3 separate regions of the Mus musculus genome follow, and regions 2 and 3 are each linked to region 1. The links are chromatin contacts, called in public HiCAR-type and HiChIP or PLAC-seq maps. All regions are on one chromosome and are shown on one strand. The core of a region is the stretch at or near the end of the contact, and the rest is flanking DNA. Distances in the headings are between cores, read along the strand shown.

What was found. HiCAR-type assays count read pairs that join an accessible place to other places. HiChIP or PLAC-seq counts read pairs in DNA pulled down with a chosen protein or histone mark.
Region 2: an H3K4me3 HiChIP or PLAC-seq map of neural progenitor cells shows a contact between it and region 1, with 13 read pairs. The contact joins the enhancer-like site here to the promoter of Odr4 in region 1. A contact is called at or near these places in 3 of 39 promoter capture datasets (the C10 cell line, the HPC-7 cell line and cranial neural crest) and 7 of 115 datasets of contacts at active chromatin or transcription factors (bone marrow-derived macrophages, embryonic stem cells, large pre-B cells and 3 more).
Region 3: a HiCAR-type map of astrocytes shows a contact between it and region 1, with 2.5 times the contacts expected there. The contact joins the promoter of Hmcn1 here to the promoter of Odr4 in region 1. A contact is called at or near these places in 1 of 484 Hi-C or Micro-C datasets (CD4 T cells) and 4 of 115 datasets of contacts at active chromatin or transcription factors (astrocytes, bone marrow-derived macrophages, embryonic stem cells and 1 more).

Annotation. Positions count from the first base shown.
Region 1 is chr1:150,390,844-150,395,528 of GRCm38.p6, forward strand. Odr4 (odr4 GPCR localization factor homolog) reads right to left here and starts at 2,212. Exons shown (of 14, transcript NM_145511.2): 1 at 1,847-2,212. Tpr (translocated promoter region, nuclear basket protein) reads left to right here and starts at 1,995. Exons shown (of 52, transcript NM_133780.3): 1 at 1,995-2,170; 2 at 2,513-2,815; 3 at 4,356-4,460. The coding sequence starts at 2,101.
Region 2 is chr1:149,859,739-149,864,471 of GRCm38.p6, forward strand. It overlaps Pla2g4a (phospholipase A2, group IVA (cytosolic, calcium-dependent)), which reads right to left. Exons shown (of 18, transcript NM_008869.4): 13 at 1,317-1,388. Among named protein-coding and RNA genes, the nearest start is that of Pla2g4a, 99 kb to the right of the region's middle. Within about 2 kb of position 3,248, at least 67 of the 459 cell types and tissues checked have an H3K27ac peak or open chromatin away from gene starts, as enhancers often do. A contact at or near this core is called in neural progenitor cells, where this site is marked.
Region 3 is chr1:150,991,280-150,995,789 of GRCm38.p6, forward strand. It overlaps Hmcn1 (hemicentin 1), which reads right to left and starts at 2,156. Exons shown (of 107, transcript NM_001024720.3): 1 at 1,505-2,156. The coding sequence starts at 1,772.

The DNA.
Region 1 (4,685 bases), core at 962-3,461:
AGTTCGAGGCCAGCCTGGTCTACAGAGTGAGTTCCAGGACAGCCAGGGCTACACAGAGAAACCCTGTCAAAAAAAAAAAGAAAGAAAGAAAGAACTCCCTTGGGGCCAGAGTGGTGGCTTAACGGTTAGCAGCCCATGCTGCTTTTCCACAGAGCTTGGGTTCGGTTTCCAGCATCCAAGTCCAGAGGTGCACAAATGCCTTTAGCTGCAACTCCAGGAAATCTGACTCCCACTTCTCAAGTCTGCACACATGTAGCTTGTTCACACAAATATACACACCAAACGATAATAAATCCAAAAATCTTTTGAGAAAAGAAAAGAAGGAACAAGAGTCCCAGCCAGATATGGTGGTGCAAGCCTGGAATTGCTGTACCCTTGAGGATGAAACAGACTTGGCGCTTTGAGCTGGAGGCCAGCCAAAGCTATATAGTGAGTTCTGGGACAATCTGATCTAAAGAGTGAAACCCTGCCTGGAAAGACACAGGAAGAAAACAAAACAACAATAACAAATATAATTACCAATTGCCATGAGAAAGCAAAGTTACTTCTCACTCTTGGGATAAGGAAATAAGGATACCATTCAACACATCTAATTTCTTATTTTAGATCTACTCCTTAGCTGCATTCTCTATGACAATTTATTGGTGAACTTCGATATTCTTGTTTCTAAAATATGGAAGCTGAATTTCTGATTAGTTCATTAAGAGGAGAGAGACTCAAATTTGTTTACCCAATAGTGACTGTAAAACGACTGTTTTCTACAAATTGTGCAAGGTGGGAAGGCACAAATGTGTGATTGCTGCTATGAGACAACTCCTAATAACAGCCACTTAGGTAACCAGTCTGCAATGACAATTATCTATATTGCTTCAATTCTACACGGGACATTTTTCTAAGGACTTCACATGTATTGATATTTAATACAAATTCCTGCACGGTAAGTACTATTATTGTCGTCTCCGTTTTATACATAAAGAAATCAAAAAGAAATGTTAAATAACTCCTCCAAATGACTAAAGTAGTGAGTGTGAAAGGTGGGATTTAAGTTCTCTCAATCTGTTTTGCTTGCGGTGGCAATGATACTCAGCCCTTCAATTGAATCATTGCAGGAACATCTCCTGTTCTCATCTCCTGTCCTCTTCTTCAGCTTGTGAATTCAGTTATGAATCTCCTACTAATTTAATCCCTCCCATCCCCTTCATTAAGACAGAGCCTGACTCCTAACACAGGCTGTCCTGGAATGATAACCCCCCCACCTCTTAATCCCTGTAGCTGACACCACAGGCATGTGCTCTCCTTATTTTCAATCAAAAGGCAACAAATTCTTCCAGAAAAGTACCCAGCCATGAAACGAAGTACACGCTGATATTGCTGAGTCGTGTTCGGGAAACAGACATAGTTCTGTTACTGTGGCAAAATGACAAGTGTCTCAATAAAACTGTCCTAAAAATGTTAAAATTAAAAACGTCAACATCAGACATTTGCCTGCAATGTCATCTTACTACATAAACAACAAAATTTGATTTTTTTTCTGTTTAAAATATTAACCAGACTACTTTAATTTCGCACTAAGTCATTCGGTACCTCACACCCACAAAAGCATGTAGGTACCAGGTTTGACACTAAGCTAATCTCCTCCGAACAGGGCTTGAGTGTGCACCAGTGACTGACTGTTCCATATGGTCCCTAAATCCTTTCTTTTCTCCCCGAAAAGGAAGCTGGTGGTGCCCGGGTGCACACATATTCCTTGGCCGACTAACTTGATCTCAGAATGTGCACATGTGGCAAATAAATCCCTGGAGCTTTCTGTCAGCGAGAGAACTCGAGTTAGGGTACAAGTAGCTACCTTCAAAGGCCAGGTGCCACTCAGGTCCCCACGTCCACAGCCAATGATCTCATCAGAAAGCGACAGCAGAGACACTTCCTACTCCAAACGCGGGTCGCGGCCCCAACGGGTGCAGACTGATGACGCAAGCCGTCCCGCACCCATCTCCGCAGCTCTTCTACCCAAGCGAGGGAGGCCTGCACCCCGCCCCTCTCGGGGCACCGTTAAGATCGTGGCGGTAGCCCAGAGCCTGTCGAGACACCCTGCCGTGACCCATGACCTCTGGTGGCTCGGCTTCTAGAAGTGGCCACAGAGGAGTACCCATGACATCCCGGGGTTTTGACGGTAAGGTCGTCTTGCTCCTCCGGGATAAGGACGAGGGTGGCTGCGTACTTATGTAGCGCCCCCGCGCGGGCACTCGTCACAGCCATAGGAGGCGAGCCGGGGGCGGGGAGAAAGAAGGAAGTGGGGCGAGAGGTGCGGCCTGAGCGCGCGTAAGCGGGTGAGAAATACACTACATTTCCCAAGAGTCTCTGGGGCTGGAAACCGGTGAAATCCCCAAAAAACTGGGGCCGAGGCTGCTGTGAACTCGCTTTCCCAGCGTGCCTAGCTCCCGGTGGCTGCGTGCGCAGAGAGGGCGCGGCGGCGCGGCTCTGGCTGCACCTAACGCGGGACTCTCTTTCCCAGGGTCCCGCCGCGGGAGTCTCAGGCGGGCAGGCGCGCGAGAGACCGCGAGCGAGGCGGCGGACGGGGCGGCTCCGGCGGCTGGGCTCCGCGCTTCTCCTTGCTCCTTGGCTTCTCCTTCAGCCGCTGCGGCTGTTGCCGCGATCCCGGCCGACATGGCGGCGGTGTTGCAGCAAGTGCTGGAGCGCCCGGAACTGAACAAACTGCCGAAGTCGACGCAGAACAAACTTGAGAAGTTCCTGGCCGAGCAGCAGTCCGAGATCGACTGCCTGAAGGGGCGGCACGAGAAATTTAAGGTGGAGAGTGGTAAGTGTGGAGACGCTCTTCGCGCTCCGGTCTGGAGCTGGGGCCCGACCTCCTTTGCACGCCTGCCCTCTTCTCCCTGGTGAGGTGTTCAGGTAGCAGCTTCTCAGGCTCCATGTGCAGCGGAGGCCTTCTCTCTTCTCCCCGCTGTGTGGTTTAGATCGGGGGGCGGGGGGATCCTCCCCGATCTAAATCCACCTTCGTTTACCTCGGTTTCCTTTTACTAAGCGTAGTCTTCTGTGGAAACTCCTCAATGGGCCCACCGACAGAAACTGGAGAATTTGGCCCAGTTTGCACCAGATTTTTAGGACTATGCAATCCTAATCTAATGTTGTTTTGCTGTACTTTAAATGACAGTTAAGCGCCCCCCCCCCAGTTTGTTTGTTTTTAAACTGGATTTATAAGCCTTTACCCATTTCCCCCCTTTAGTGCCTTGTTTTAGTGTGTATAGCACCCTGTGATCTAATAATGCAGTAGATGGTCGCGATGAGGAATTTGTATACAAAAGGACGGTACTAGAAAGAGCAATGAAATGCGATAAATGAATATATGGTGGTTCTCCCAGAGCGTTGAGACTTGATAGGAAATATATAATAAAAATATCTGCTTGTACGTTCTTGTCGTTGCTTTTGTATAAGGAAATTAGAGACATAGCTTAAATATTCTTGGGAGAAAGAAAACAGTTATTTAAAAAACAGAGCCGGGCGGTGGTGGCGGCGCACGCCTTTAATCCTAGCACTTGGGAGGCAGAGGCAGTCGTATTTCTGAGTTCAAGGCCAGCCTGGTCTACAGAGTGAGTTCCAGGACAGCCAGGGCTACACAGAGAAACCCTGTCTCGAAAAAAAAAAGAAAGAAAAAACAGAATTTTTTGTCACATGTTTTGGTTTATCATTAATTGAGGGAATGGGGTCTATAGTATGGTAGATTGATTAGAAATTTCCACCTAATTTAATTTTTTTCTTCAATAAAGTGTAGTTATCAAGCAACGTTGATAAGTAAAAATATCCAGTTATTTTGTGACTCTTAAGAAGTTTGTATAATATACTGTATTCTGTTAATTAATTTACACACAGTCAATACTGAGTAATTTATATGTCCCAATAATGGGATGAAGTAGACAAATGCAGTCCCTTTTTGTGGGAAGTCTGCATGTTTATTTTTACAGAAATTTAGGCATCATTTAAATTATTTTTACATTAACCCCTTTAAAACAATGCACTTTTTAATTAAGTATTTTTATTTATTAGGTAACTTATATTTAAATGTTTAATAATCTCCTGAGATCTGGAGAAAATACAACCTTGCCTGCCTAGATGAAATTAATTTATGAACCCTCTTTTAGTCAATGTTGTCTTTATATGCCAGTTAAGAATAACAGGAAAGTCCTTTTCAGTTTTTAATCTGTTTATTAAGATTAAAATTTCCAATAGTGTATCTTAAGTTTTGCAGTCAGTATTAGAAGAAATAAACAGTGGTATTAATACTGCTTTCAAGGGCACGTGTGCATGATGTTATTCATAGTGTGTGGACTTGTCTTTTGTAGAACAACAATACTTTGAGATAGAGAAGAGGCTCTCACAGAGTCAGGAGAGGCTTGTCACTGAAACCCGGGAGTGTCAGAACTTGAGGCTGGAGCTTGAGAAGCTAAGTAAGTATTTGATTATATCTTTATAACTGTTCTTGGATGCCCAGCTACACCTTTGAAAATCACACTTGCAGGGAGCTGCCCCTCCTGGAAACAGACTTTCCAGGTAGCAAAGCCCTAAGCAGGGATACAAACAAGGTAAGAATCACCTAGCTCTCCTGCCTTCAGGCCTAGAGGCAGACTGATCACACTATGGACTCCAAAATTGTGTTGTTTACTGGAAAAACC
Region 2 (4,733 bases), core at 1,998-4,497, 530 kb before region 1:
TAACTATTCTCAAAATACTTGACATAGGGCATAGGGCCCCTTTGTACTTGGCTTGTTTCCTTCATCAAAAACAAATTTAAAAATGCAAGTCTGATCAACTAGCCAAATGTAAAATTTGAACTTTTAAATGAAGACTTTCGAATTAAGGTATGTTTCCTACAGTCTTTCCAGGGCTTCAGCTATTAAGCAGGGCTAACAGTCAAATCGGTAACCCAGCACTGAACCCTAGTTTGGCACCATCCTGCTAAAGGCTTAGATGACAGAAGGGTGGCTGCTTTTTTGTTTTTTGTTTTATTTCTTCTTTTTATTTTATTTCTCTCTCTCTCTCCCTCTCTCCTGCTCCATCCCCTCCCCTCTGTGTGTGTGTGTGTGTGTGTGTGTGTGTGTGTGTGTGTGTGTGTGTGTAAGGCACAGCACATTCTTCCCTATGCCATGGTCAGGAGCAGCTACATCCTGTGGTGAGGTAACTGCTCTGAGCCTTGCATAAACTTGTCTTATAAAGACATAAGAGCAGCCTGGCTATGAGAACAGAATCTTACTCTTTAGTGATAATTGGGATGTGTGTGTGTGTGTGTGTGTGTGTGTATGTATGTGTGAACTACTGGGTGCATTTTTATCAACTGTTTTGTTGGAAAGTTGTCCACATATAGAATCTTCTCATTTTTTCATTAACAACAAATACCATGCGGCAACCAATATCTCTCACCCTCACTCATCCTCCTCACCTTCATCCTCATCCCAAATGTCCTGCTGACCACTCTGACCCACACCAAACTGATATCTCGCTGCTGTGTCCCAATGCAAAATGAATCCCTGATACCCACAGGTCAAATGTGCAACAAGTCTTGATAATTTTAACACATTTCACCACTGCGTTCTTAGTTAGAGTTGGTTTACTGACCATAGCAGAACGCTAAGGCGCCCAGGCAGACCTTTCACGTGGCTGAATGACTATTTAAATGTAAATATTTTCACGAATGTTAAAGACACTAAACATATTCCCCAATCCCGCTTTCCACACTAAGAGGTCCCAGCTCGTTAATCAGGCTTTGGACAGAATTCAGTACGGGCGCCACCTCAGACAGGCCCATTTGTTGGAGTATGTACATATATGTGAGACGTTAAAAGCAAGGGAAAGGTGTGATTGTGTTGCCTCTCATGTTCTATGCAACAGTCCTGTCTGCCTCTGGACAGCCCCCATGCTGACACTTCAGGACTTAGAAGGTCATCAGTGCTTAGAGACATAGAGGTGGACTGGATGGACAATGCTCTCCCCTCCTCCCCTCACACTCTCCCAGAAGCTCTCGCTCTCTCACCTTTGGGTCCTTGAGCCTCATCATCACTGTCGGAGCTGTCATTACTCACGATGTGCTTTGCTGTAATATTTTCTATGGGAAGAAGACAAAATCATTGAGACATCTTGGGGATCAGATTCACAACTAAATTTACGGGGCAGACGAGGGAGTATTGGTGCAAGTCTTTAATTCCAGCTCGCAGGAGGTGGGGGCAGGCAGAACTCTCCGGGTTCAAGGCCAGTTCCAAGCCAACCAGAGCTATGTGGTGGTCGCATTCCTTTTTAACTGTGGAGAAGTGATCAGAGCAAAACTACAGGAGGAGGACTACTGTGTCTCCCTGGAACTTTAGCCTTAGTGTTGTAAGTGGACACTTACCAGATTCGCTAATTTAAAAAAAAATGTATCACTGAGTGAAATAATATCCCAGTAAACAAAATTAATGTAAATTTATCAATTCCTAGTTTTAAGGAAAGGGCTTTTATGAGTTCATTGTAACTTTAATAACTGCTTGATTATATTTTTAAATAGTGTTTATGAAAGAGAATAAAGGACAAAACCAGATCTACAAATGATCTACTTACTAAACAGTCTCCAGAACATGGAGAACAAGTACTCACTTTATTTAACTTCTGATTTTTTTTGCCAACACTGAAAACCATCTGTCGGTTTCCAGTATGTGAATAATTTGTCTTTTTTTTTCTTTTCAAAGCATACTAAGACCAGCCATGAAAGCTAAGAAGCACTACATAGCCTTAATATCAACATAGTGGTAAAAGCTGGTCTAACATTTCACCATCCTTTTCCCAGGGGAAATGCATCTAATTTGTGAAACCTGACAACTATTCTTGTGATTAATATTTGCAGAAAAATCAGACTTTCTGCTGGTTCATGTGAACTATGCTTCGTAGTGACTTTTTCTTTTTCTTTGCTAGCAAATAGAAAAGACTATATTTTTTTATTCAATTTCAATACACTAGATCCAAATTTAGCAATTTTACTCACAAGAACCACTTGGGAAAACGCAAGCTCAAAAAAAAAAAAAAAACCAAGGGGTGTGGCATGCAGCTCCCCATATTTCTCTCTTTATATTTGTTAAGCTCACATAAATAGCAGATGCATGGACAGTTACATAATGAAAAGGTTAGTAAATTCCTGAGAGGTTAAATTTCACTTTTACTGGCATTAGTTATAACTACAAAATTCAACAAAATAAAATACTCAAAATGTGATTTTTTTCTTTTCCTATTATAACTGTGACAGCAGTAATTCTGTTCCACAGCAGAGGCGGGTAGTAAAAAAGACACACCCCAGTTGTCATACACTTTGGGTTGCTCTGCTGCTTGCTATCTGCACTTTTCTTTCCTTAGACATTTTCTCCTGTCTGTCTCTATGGCTTTGGTATGTCCTACTTTGGCTGCATTTAGTAAGCGAATTTAAGAAAATGGCACTGTTTTCTTTATAAGGATGTTTTTAGAGCTTGACTGGATTTATCTGAACTCATCTCTGGTATCTTTACATAGCTCACTTTAGTAGTAAAATTTCCCACATCAAACAACTCTTTGAGCAAGTAAATTATTTCATTTAAAGTTATTTAATCAGGGTTCCAGTTCACCTTAAAATCTTCACTAAGGTAATAGAGTAAAAAATAAACAAACAGACAAACAAACAGGCAAACAAGTCCCCTCTGGGTGCCCCTTAAAAAGAGAGACCCCACTTAGTCAAAGGATGAAGCAGTCCCCAGAAGTCTCGAGAACCCTCAGTCACCTCTTCAGTTTCATTTCTGGAAACCCTTACATAATCTGAGCTAACATGCCTCCTGCTGACCAGTGGAGCCCAAGAACACAATATCCACTGCCCTCAGTCTGACACAAAACAGCCAGTGGCCAGACTGCTGGCCCCGAGGGGACTTCTCCACAGAGATTTCTCAGCACTGTGCGCTGTAAACATCTTCCTTTTCCTTGGCCTGCAGCCATTGTCTCGCCCACCTTCTGATGTGTAATTTCAGCCCTATTCTCTTCCTGCCTTAGGAGGAAAAAAATAATAATTAACCTGAGTTATCAGGATTATTCAGCAGAGAAGGAACACAGGAAGCAGGCCACCCGCGTGGGCTCCCTCTCTGCTTTCCTTTCTCTTTTTAAAAACCTTCACGTAGTTCAGAAAAGACTTGTGTGATTCAGAAAAGACTCAGTGGTTTCCACAAAACTAAAGTTGAACAGGTCATCTACCAGGGATGCCACTAAAATAAACCAAGCAGGATTACCTCACCCCTACACTTTAGCTCAGGCTAACCTAGATCTTCTTATAAAGCTCAGATTAAAGGTGTCATCTTACAATCTTCTGGTGGGGAACCCCGATTTGCTGTTGGTGGTGGTATAATGTTGGGGATCAAATCTAGGGCCCTGCACATGCCAGATAAGTTATCAACCACTGAGGCTGCCTCCCAGACCTTCTTCATCTTTATACACTTTGATTATATTTTAACCATGAAGAAATAGTGACTCTATTAAAGATCACCTCTGGCTCCAGATACTACCCACTTTGCCGGCCCCCTAACTTAGTGATGCTTGGATGGACCAAGTACTACCAACTATAACTGCCCTTTCTGCTTGATTTAATGTGTATTTAGAAATAGTTGGTCCTAATGAAAAGGTACAATCACTTTCCCAGTACTTACTTAGGAATGATCCAAATGAACAAATGGAACTCTTAAAGAATAGACTAATGAATCTTTGCATGCTATATATAACTATCAACAAGAGAAAGAAAACCTCTCAGGAGGAGAAACAGTACTACTACTCAGAAGGACATGTATGGTACTCCACGCCATGTTACAATTAGAGTCTCTTCTGCATAAAGCTTCATTATGTCGATAGCCATTGCCCATGATTGCTGAAGGTCACATATTGGTGGTGGTGGGGGGGGGGGGGACGGGGAAAGCAAATAAACATTTTACATAAATACATTTTTTAAAATGAATTGATTATTTTTAAAATATCATTTTTTGTATCCTGTGTTCTCCAAACAGACCAGAGATATTTCATGAACAGGAGGGCGGGGAAGATGTAATTGACTGGTAGCCCTGATCCCTGATACATTGGCTCCAAATTCACTCATTCATTATTCTTATTTGTTTTCTTTCTGAAACAGGATTTCATGTGTCCTGAGGAGTTCTCTGACTTGTGCCCCATGCCATGGTTCATGTTCCTGGGGATCAAATGCAGGATGTTGCAGACTATGGAGTGCTCTATAAACGGAACCACATCCTTGTCCCAAAATCTCTAATTCAGCATTGAACTCCACAGTCCATCAAAACATAGTGCTTACTGGGCATAGACCTCAAACCTCTGGGCAAATCATGATGATATGCACCACTTTTTAAAGTCAAATTTATTCATCCAGAAAAACATATTTCTAGAGTTCTATTTTAATAATGAATAT
Region 3 (4,510 bases), core at 906-3,405, 600 kb after region 1:
TCTCATCAATTTTGAAGCAAGCAACTTGTGCTATAAATTAGCAAAATCCGCTTTTACTTTATATTTGAGTCAACTTCAGAGTCATCCCTGTTGAGGAAGTATGTTTAGCCTATTCCAAAATAACAAAAGCCTTGGACTGCATCGTAAGTGACATCTTATAAATTGAAACATCATGACATTTGAAGTGTCTTAATGAGACAGTAAACACGGCAAATGACCATCAAACTCTTGATTCAAATAGAAAAGCATATCATGTCCGATCAGTGTGGAAATGCATGCATATACTGCAGAAGACCAGGACTGCTTATTGTTGTCATTGAAGAACTTTAAAATTCCAGAAAATTCTAGCTCCCTCTCAATATATCCCAAGGACATCTTTTTAAATAGCTGAAATACACCACATTTAATAACCAGCAATAATTAGGATTTTAATATGCCTGGCAAATGCACAAGGAAGGGGGGAGGAAACCACCAAACCAGAGATCTTCAACATCATGCTCTCATTGTGAAAGAGGTTATGCCAAAGTCTAGAGAAGAGAGAATTTCAAAAGCAAGGGGAATGTGGGAGAGCAGTGGGGGAGGGCTCTTAAGAAACCACTGTTTTATTTCTTCCACTGAGCGGCTACTTGCCTAATGAAACTCAGGTGGACACAAGACAGTAAGCCCTGGGGCTCCCCCTGTAATGCTACCCTCCACGATGACAATGAGGGCTCCTAGGAGCCTCGCAGAGAGGTGCTACTTGAAAAAGAAACTGCAAAAGAGTAAATAGGATCATGTTACAGTACAGCAGCAGAAAGCCACAGCTGCAGGGCACAACATAAAGCTATTTTTCTTCAACTACCTTTCAAGAGCACAGACCTAGCAAATTGCATGCATTTGTACCGCCTGAGACATGAACATACTGTTTACACACATCGGTGAATCTAACTAATGATGACCCGGTGCCACGGTGAATAGATTCAGTTACAGAATGAATGGCTTCTGTCTTTCATTTTCATGCCTCCAGTTCCAATCCTAGCTGCTATTTACAGACTTGCTCATGTGCCCTGCAGCAGGTCTGATTTTCTCCCATGTGAGGCTATCTTGAGAGTGTGTGCTCGCTTGCGCTCAGTGCCCTGCTGCTGAAAACCCCATTCCTGTCCCGTGGCTGCCTTAGCAATTGAAACAGTCTTTAGCTTGAAAATGCAAGCAGGTTAACTCTGAGCTTGCTGCTGTTGCTACTACAAAGTCCTGGTTCTCATCTTCAGAGGACCACATTTCCAGGTCAGGGCACCACTGTTTAATCCCCCTAAACAAGCCATCTACTCACTCCATGGCTAAGCCTTGCTAAACTGAGATATAACCCCAGATGCCAGTAGGCAATTCTTTGTTACTATCGTATTCCGCTGCATTTTTTTAAATGCTTTTGAAACTTTCTGACAATATAACAAATTCATAGCATAAGAAATAATAGAATTATGAATCACCAAGCACAACAAATACAGAGAGTAAGTATTCCCCTTACCTGGATCATGGAAGGGCACCAAAGCAAAGTTGTAAAGAGGTCTCTTAGGTCTTTTCAAAGACGTCTCCAAAATTTTGGAAGCCCCTTCAATAACCTGAACTAAATCATCATACATGGACCCAGTCACATCAAACACAAAAGCCAGCGTGGACGCCCCCTCAGGAATCTCCTCAGCCCTGCTCTCAGACTGCGGAGTCCCATCTCCAGCTAGGGAAGAACGAAAAAGAGCCACCAGGAATACTGTGTGGACCACTTCCTGGGCAATCATTTTTTTCTTTTCTTTTCTTGTTTTGCTCGCTGCTTTTCTCTTTGCCCTAAGCTCCTAACCACTGTGCTTACTCCTCAACAGCAGGCAGAGGACTGGCTTCCTCTCTGGTGCCTCATCAGGCTTTTGCAGTCTCTGAACTAACTCAAAAGTTTTGGAGCGGAGAATGAGATGCAGACCAACCCGGAGCCCGGCTGCCTCCAGGAGCTGGGCTGGGCTGGGCAGGGATGCGGCGCCTTTTGTCCGGCTGGGTAGGTCCTGGGCTCTAAGCGGCCGCGTGCAGGGAGCTGCGAGTAGCCGAGCGCCCGCAGAGCGCGGGGTCCATGCCCTGGGGGACGCTGCGAGCCTGCGGTGCCGCCTCCGCCGCCGCGCTCCAGGCCAGCGACTGAGCCTCCCAACTTTCCACAGCTAGCCCCTTGGAGGCGAAGCCCGGCGCGACCTCTCCTTCTGATTGGCCAGCGGCCGTCCCTCCTCTGCTGGAGCCCCCACCCCGGAGGGCGACTTTCCCCCTCTGTGAGTTCCAAGTCTCTCCAGTACCGGGGAAGCGCTCGCAAAGTCAGCTCTGGTGTTCCCTTCAGAGCTATAGCCAATCTCCAAAACTCCAAGGTAAACAATGGCTTTCAGGAATGTGTGGCCCACTCCCAAATTCAAGGGCATCACATTAGCTAGCACAAAGGGAATTGGTGCACGTTTTTTCCCCTAATGTCTGTGCAAAGCTGCTTCAGACAACACCTAATTCCCCAGCCCACCCCAAGTGCAGAAGCTAAGATGCCCCAGCCTAGCTTCCTGTCCCTCAACCCAACATTCAGCCCCGCCAGAAGGGGGAGCTGGAGCTTTCTTTCCTCTAGGCTGCAGCTACAGGATGGATGGTTCTTTGATCTTCCTTGGGGAGTGTTTAGATGAGAGGAAGGCACGGAGTTGGGAGAGGCAGGGAGAGGGAGCTGTAGAGGCAAAGGAGAATGGAAGGAGATAGGGGGAAAGTAAGAGACATCACAAAGTCCCTAGCTGTGCTGTGGAACTGGGAAAGGAAACTGGGTATCAATAAAACATTGACGTCCAATAGAAAGAGCAGTGTTTGTCTGTCTGTCTGTCTGTCTGTTTGTTTGTTTGTTTGTTTTTAAAGAAAGAAAAGAAAAGGGGAGGGGAGGGGAAGGGAGGGGAGAAAAAATTCTGGGGGAGTTGAAATTTCGTTATCAAGATTCACTTTGCTGATCAGCCTAAATCCTCTGCGAAGCATGGTGATGCGATAGTATTCCCATTTCACATACCCTCCAGTACAACTATGTGTCACGTCTCAGGCAAAGATCCACTGAAATGTTGTTCCTCTCAATGACATTTTCCTGCCAAAACTTAAGGAAACTTTACGGTGGAAAACATTACAATGTTCTTCCAAGTCGCAATCATTATATACATTATAGCCGGATTAACAGATTTCAGAAGGTAAGCGAAGAAAGTCATTCATGCGCTAACCATTCTTTGTTCCCCTTTAATAAATACGCCCCCCTCCCCCAGGAAAGGGGCTATTGTCTGGATGCAAGCATTCGAAGTACAGCACTTGGGCAGCTTTAAACTGGGTTTGAGTGTGTATGAGACCACCCTCTAGCATGGGGCAGCCTGAGAAAGGGCCAGCTCCCACCAGCCTTTTATAATCTCCAACTGTCTTCTCTTTCAGACCCACCATCTGTGGAACTTGATTTTATGATACCTATAAGTCATGTCACTTAAAGGAAGCACACGGGCCATTTGGGCTGGTGTGGGAACATGAGAGGAGAGGGAGGGAACATGTTTCCTTTCCAAGTAGTATTTAGAGAATGTTGAATGCTATTTGAGTAGTCCATTCCTTTGTTTATTTAAAAAGGATTTCATTCTAGGTCATAGAGACCTGAGTTATTCCAGGTGCTCAGAGAGGTGGGAGAGTTCTGCATTCTACACCGGGTGTAGACAACCAGGTGCTAAGTCCTGCATGGGGCTTAATAGCTGTGACCTTCAGCAAGCTACCTACCTTCTTCCTGCCTTTTTTAAAATTTATTTACTTGTAATAGGAAACATGGCAGTTACCTAATCAGAATTAAACGATCTATACGTGTTCCAGATGCATTTGGAGGAAAGGGAGTGGTGTTGTGTAAATTGACTATTCAACAAATGTGAAACAGATTTGTTTAATTGTGTTAAACAAATCTTAAATTAAAATTAAATCTTAATTAAGTTAAATTTCCTATATCATTACTGATTCCTGCCCACTTGTGACCAGTTATTGAGAATCGTATTGAAATATAGGACTCTGTGGATCTGTCAATCTTCTTGAAGTTCTGTGAGGTTTTGCTTTGTGCCTTTTGAACGTTTGTAACTAAGTGCAGAGAGTATTATGTCCTCTTGATTGATAAACATATCTTTAAAATTATGACACAACATTCATTTTCAAAAACGTTACGTGTGCAGGAGACACTTGAAGCTGTTTCATTGCTCACTAACATTGTGTTCATTTTCCTTAATTGTTCCCTTTCTTCCCTAGTTTCATTTTAATAGTTTCTATACTATGTCTTTATGTTCTCTTAGTCTATTCCTTACTGTGTAATACACCAGTGGTTCCTCTCATGTAATTTCATCATGAATGTTACAGTTTCCATTTGTCTCCAGGAGTGCAATTTGAATCATTTTAAAAACTTTGTTGTCTCACTTTGAATCTATAACCACACTAATTCAGGTACAGTAGTTGGTGATCTCTTGGTAATCTGTCTCAG